Linked DNA regions of Mus musculus: region 1 is linked to region 2. A link is a contact called in public Hi-C data. All regions are on one chromosome and are shown on one strand. Each heading gives the region's core, a stretch centred on a gene start, on an enhancer-like site or on the middle of the called end of the contact. The rest is flanking DNA. Distances are from core to core; before and after follow the strand shown. Region 1 holds the start of Brwd3 (bromodomain and WD repeat domain containing 3). Region 2 overlaps Brwd3 (bromodomain and WD repeat domain containing 3).

Region 1 (2,954 bases), core at 385-2,884, 69 kb after region 2:
AGAGAGAGAGAGAGAGAGAGAGAGAGAGAGAGAGCTAGAAAAAAAAAAAAACACCCAAGCCTGGCCTCAGTTCCCGTATTTCAAGCCAGGACCAACCAGAAACCAGTTTTCTTCCACTAATCCGGAACTCCGGGCTGTTACCAACGCTGTCATTGGCCAGCGTCAGTCCTTGGTACGTGCCCCAAGATAACCCCCTGGTTTCTGTCCCTTATCCCCCTACAATGGGCCTTCTCCGCTGTTTGTAACACAGTCCTAAAGCACAACACAGCACCTCTGAAAACCAACTCACATTCTTCAAAGTTTTGGGGTGAAAATAAGCAAGGCTAGAGCAGGGCAAGGTACCCTTTCCGACACGCTGGGAGGGGGAAGGGGCAGTCCTTCGAACACCGAACAGCAGGCTCGGGGAGCTCTAAGGGCTGAAGGGCCAGGGGCGGTTGGGGGCACAAGGTGGGGAGGGAGTGGAAAAAGAGTTGGGCTAAGTTGAAACGAAAAGTTTACTAACCAGATCCTCGAAGCTTCTTCGGTGCTCTTTCCCTTCCCAGTCTAAGCGGCGCGGAATCAGCTGGGGGCCGGAGGAAAAGAAAAGGGGGGGGGGTGAAGGAAAAGCCTCTGCTCCCCAGCAGCAGCACCCAGCCTGGAGCCTAATCCTAGACCCTTTAACATTTTCATTTCTCCAGTCCCGACAGCTACTGCCGCTGTGCCGGGGGTTGGGGGTGGGGGGGGGCAGGCCAAAGGGAAGGAAATCCTGAAAAAACACCTCCCGCAGGAATAAAAGGCAGCGAGTTTAGACCCCTGCGTTGTCCGCCCCTTCTAAGCAAAGAACCCGATTTACCCCAAGTGACAACAGCCCCAAGTGTCCAGCTCGAAGGCTCCCTCCGGGCCCCTGCCCTCGGCCCCTGACCTACCTTACCCTTCCTCCAGGTTCTCCCCAGCCCTCCCCACCTCTTCCCAAAAGGGGTCCATACCTGATGCTCTTCGAGCTCTTGCACTAGCACCTGGGGAAGAGGGACACAGGGATGTGAAAGCAGATTGGGGCGCCAACCCATTCCTCCCTCCCCACTTCCAACACAGCCGCTGACTGTAGGAGTAATCGCGGCCGGCCTTTCCCTCACCCTCCAACTGCACTGCTCACCCAGTGCCTCAATTTCCCCAATGGGACCATTCCCCAACACTCCCAGATATCCTTTCCCTCTCACCTGAGCGGATTTGTTACAGGGTCCGGACTGCAAGAACCTTGCGATCAGGTAATACAGCTCTAAAGAAGGGGTTGGGGGTGGGGGGAGACGTTGAGAGAGAGGCAAGGAAAAGAGATACAAGCTTTTTAAAAAAAATCTGACAGCAGTCGCGCAAAGCCCCCATCCCTTTTGCCCCCGGCTCAGCTACCCACCGGCTTCGATCTGGGTAGGTGCCGCCGCCATCCTTTTCCCGAGGGGGTTTGGGGGCTTCGCTCAGGAGGGCTGGCGGGGGCGGGTGGGGGCGCTGCCTCTATTGTGGTGAAGCCCCCATGCTTGGGAGTCCCGCCGCTTCCGCCGCACTCTTCGTCCCAGTTTCGGTCTCTCTCGGATTCATCGCATCACGTTTCGACCCATAGATATTCTAGCCCAAGAGCTGAGGAGGCGGAGGAGGAAGGAGAGCAAGAGAGAAGGAGAGGGAGGAGCTGAAGTCGCCGAGGGGTGGGCGGGGGGAGAGGGGTGGGCGGGGGGAAAGGGGTGGAGCCATAGAAAGAAGGAGGGGGGAAAAGGGAAGGGAGCCGCTTGCAAAGCTCCAGGCTGGCCGCCAGAGGCACTAAGGCGGCCGCCTAGTTCCAGCAGCTAAGCCGGCCTGGGGTTGCCTAGTTACTGCCCAGAGAACAAGGAAGAGGTTCTAAATGCAGGCAGACGCTCTGGCAATCTTCGTCAAACTCTGTGGTGGCGTTGGCGTCCTAGAGCTCCGGAGTTGCTTACCCTTCCTGTAAGGGCAATCGGACCCTTTCCGGTGAGGGAACCTCTCTCCAGACATGATCAAGAGAAACTGGCGAGGGACTGACATGATCTAGCTTACCTTGGGTCACCGAACGGATTTGGTTTGTTTGTTCTTTCTCTACCCCAAGAAAAAGTCGCTAGCTACTGCAAGGTTTTGTTTTCAAACAAGGAACAGCATGCCAAAAGAAAGTGCTGCGCCTACCTGATGAGCAAGGGAATAATATTCTTCTAGAAAACTTCTTGTAGTAGTATCAAGTCTCCCCTTGATTCTGATAAACATTGCGCGCGAAGTTTACACTTTAAGGAGGAGGCCGTTTCCCCCTTCTGAAAAGGTCAACAAGCTCTTTCTTCTCAATTCCTGTAGGATAAGTTGGAACGCTGTTTTGAAATTCTGCCAAAACGTTTTTAAAGTTCTTAACTATTCATTGAAATTTGGATAGAAATGATAGTTTGGTTTGGTTTGTCTTTGAAGTGATATTCTCTGACTTGCTGTCACTATGTATCTATCCAAGGCTCCCCTGGAATTCCATGTCAATCTTCCTGCCTCAGCTTCCCTAGTGCTCATGTGGCAGGCATGTGTCGCCACTCCGGTTGACAAAAAGTCTTTTTTCCACTACCTTGAGACTACAATTGTTTTCATGTATAACTTTAACTCTTAGCACAGCGCTGATTTGATCAAAGGATTTGTATAATAATTGACAGTTTGAGGAAACTGGTTCACTTCCCCAATTTCTCTTAGCATCCCGTTCTCAGGATGTTACTTTGAACAGAATTCATAGAAACAAAACATGATGGGAAAACAAGTACTATTTGAATTGTGTACATTATTTGCTTTGAAATACTCAAATTTGAAGGTTCACATTAATGTATGGCTATAGTGGGAGTTTGGTTTTCAGACTCAGGGAGCTCGGTGATTAAACCACATTGGGCATAGAATTAAATTTAATTCAATTCATAAACTTAACATATCCTTAGCAATTCATTCTGCCAATT
Region 2 (2,705 bases), core at 157-2,656:
TTCCAGACTTTTTTTTTGTCCTTCAACACAAACAGCAACTATTCATTTCCCACAGAAAATCATACTAAAACTGCCCTTTGTTTTTTATCAAGTCAGAACAAAAACACAAATAAAACTCAAATAGGAAAGATACACACCTATGCCGGCCTGAACATATTTTATATCTGACAAAGAATGAATTCATAGTATCTGACATCAAATTCTTCAACATAAAATAACTGTATCTTACTTGATGTTATGAAGCAATGTACGTATATTAAGAGATGATCCCACAGAATACAAGCCTCTAAGCTTCTTGTGCTTTCTGATATTTAACCTCACTATGAGAGCCATGAGAATGTCTGCAGTTCACAGGGTTTATTCTGGAATGTACACAACTGTTGCTAGGGAAAATACTCAAAATGAGGAAATATCAGCATTTCTGAAGCTGAGGGATGGCAAAAACAAGAGGACCCAAAGCTTACAGAAAAATGGGGCAAATAAGAGAACACACAGTCTAAAACTTGTTTTAACACTTATTTCATGTGTATGCCTGCTTTTTGCCTGAGTGTGTGTTGGTACCGTGTGTGAATGTCTGCTGACTGTGGGGGCCAGACACAGACATCAGATCCCTTGGAACTGGAGTTACTGATGGTTCTAAGCCATCACGTGAGTACTGGGAACTGAATTCAGGTCCTCAGTAAGTGCTCTTAACCATGGAGTGTTCTCTCTAGGCCCATAACATATTTATTTTTAAATTACTGTTCTATTTTGTATTGTTTGATATTGAGTCTCACACTATATAGGTTAGGCTGCTTTGCAATTCACTCTGTAGTCAAGGCTGGCTTCACTTCCCAGCAATTCCCCTTCAGTTTCCCACCATTTAAGATTATAGGCATGAAGCACTATACCCTAGCAGACAAATTTTAAGAAATATATATTGTCCATTCTATAAAACAGCATGCAATAATTAATTTTGGTTATACACCACCACCAAAATATCCATGAAACTGAGACACAGAAAAAAAAGCTTAAAGCAACTTAATCCTCAAACTCTTTCAATTGAATTCTTGCCTACTAGGCAAACTTACCCTGAGATCCATTTTGTTCCATGGCTGTTTTTGTAAATTAACACTATAGATTTTTGATTTCCTTACAGCTCGCACATAAGCTTCATGTCCTTGTCGAAAGTAAATAAGCTGAAACAGAAAATGATGTACCACACAATCATATTCTATTTTAACATTACACATAAAATACTCACAATGAAAAATTCTTTTTCCTGATCAAATGATGTTCAGTCAACCCTACCCCTGTGCTGTTTTTACACTGCATTAAATACTATATGCAGTCTTTCCCTCCCAAGCAGCTGCAAAAGTCAACTGAAGAAAAGAGAAGCCTGTGAGAGAGAAAAACAGGTCTCAAGGAAGGGGGAGGGGAGGGCAATAAGACACCTGTGACATTAAAGAAGAAAGATGAATACTAAGAGTGGAAGGGTCCAAGGGGAGAATTAGGGCAGGAAGATGTGAGAGATAAGAATGGGAGGGGGAATCAACCAAAACATAACATTCTTGAAAGTGTTGTAGGGAAAGCTACTATGTACCATGATGCTTTAAAATGTAGATATTTAGAATACTACTTATAAGCTTAAACAATTTGTTGAAATGTAACCAGTTTTGTGTACATCCATCATGATTTTTTTCCTAAAGTGAAGCTGCCTAAAAAAATGACAACATACAGTATTTAAATGAAATAATTTTAAAGATAAATTGAGAGAGTTCTGTTGTAAGTGTTCATGTCAGCACTAGCTGACCACTGAAGAAAATGAATTCCCCTCTGAGCCCCTTATGGTCTTACAGCCACAGTGACAGCCCTTGAGGCAAGTTCTCGTCTCCTTGTCCTCAATGCAATGCTAAGTTGTCAGTTCTCCATTCTCAAATGCAGGGGTTGGCTGTGACTCTGAACACACACACACAGAGTCTCACAAACACCCTCCCAGCCCTCCCCTCCTTGCCACACACATAGATCTGGGACCTTACTGGGGAAATATTATCATTGTAGATACAATCACTCAATGAAGAGTACTTGACCTCACAGCAGATGTAGGTGATCCCTAAACTAGTGACTGTCCCCATAAGAATGTTGGATACAGAGAGAGCTAGAGGGAAGACTGCCATGTGAAGGTAGGACAGAAACTGAAGTAATGCTGCCACAGGAGGAGGAACACCAAGGACTCTGAGGAGCACCAAAAGCTAGGGGGGGATTAGATTTGGGAGAGAACACAATTTTACCAATGCTATAGTTTAGAAGTTTACCTTTCAAACTGGTGAAAGGATAAAGTCTTACTCTATAAGCACCAAAAAATACATGAACATACTCTATCAATCAAAATGGCAAAACAATTTAAACATTACTAAAATAAAAAACATATAAATTAAAGATCTAAACTAAACACATTGTTATATATTCATTCTAATACTCAATATGGACAAAACATATAAGTACAAGATACCAGGTGAAATTGTAAGGTATTAAAATGTAATATTTCTCTTTAAGGGAAAGTAGTATAATGCGCGCGCGCGCGCACACACACACACACACACACACACACACACACACACACACTCTCACACAATATAGTTGTGAAAGGTCATATAAAAAGCAGTATGGGCAAACCAGAATTTCTCAGTTTGATTGGACATTTAAAAAGGAGCATTCTGAGGCAC

The links. A called contact is a pair of places that touch in the nucleus more often than the background predicts.
Region 1: a Hi-C map of double positive thymocytes shows a contact between it and region 2, with 2.3 times the contacts expected there. The contact joins the promoter of Brwd3 here to the enhancer-like site in region 2. A contact is called at or near these places in 10 of 484 Hi-C or Micro-C datasets (the AML12 cell line, the C10 cell line, Th1 cells and 5 more), 1 of 115 datasets of contacts at active chromatin or transcription factors (extraembryonic endoderm stem cells) and 2 of 9 other capture datasets (adipose tissue and pancreatic islet).

The regions. Positions count from the first base shown.
Region 1 is chrX:108,832,712-108,835,665 of GRCm38.p6, forward strand. Brwd3 (bromodomain and WD repeat domain containing 3) reads right to left here and starts at 1,635. Exons shown (of 41, transcript NM_001081477.2): 1 at 1,388-1,635; 2 at 1,197-1,255; 3 at 966-995; 4 at 503-562. The coding sequence starts at 1,418. 2810403D21Rik (RIKEN cDNA 2810403D21 gene) reads left to right here and starts at 1,767. Exons shown (of 5, transcript NR_015493.2): 1 at 1,767-1,974.
Region 2 is chrX:108,764,060-108,766,764 of GRCm38.p6, forward strand. Brwd3 (bromodomain and WD repeat domain containing 3) reads right to left here. Exons shown (of 41, transcript NM_001081477.2): 25 at 1,071-1,178. Among named protein-coding and RNA genes, the nearest start is that of Brwd3, 69 kb to the right of the region's middle. Within about 2 kb of position 1,407, at least 4 of the 459 cell types and tissues checked have an H3K27ac peak or open chromatin away from gene starts, as enhancers often do. A contact at or near this core is called in double positive thymocytes, where this site is marked.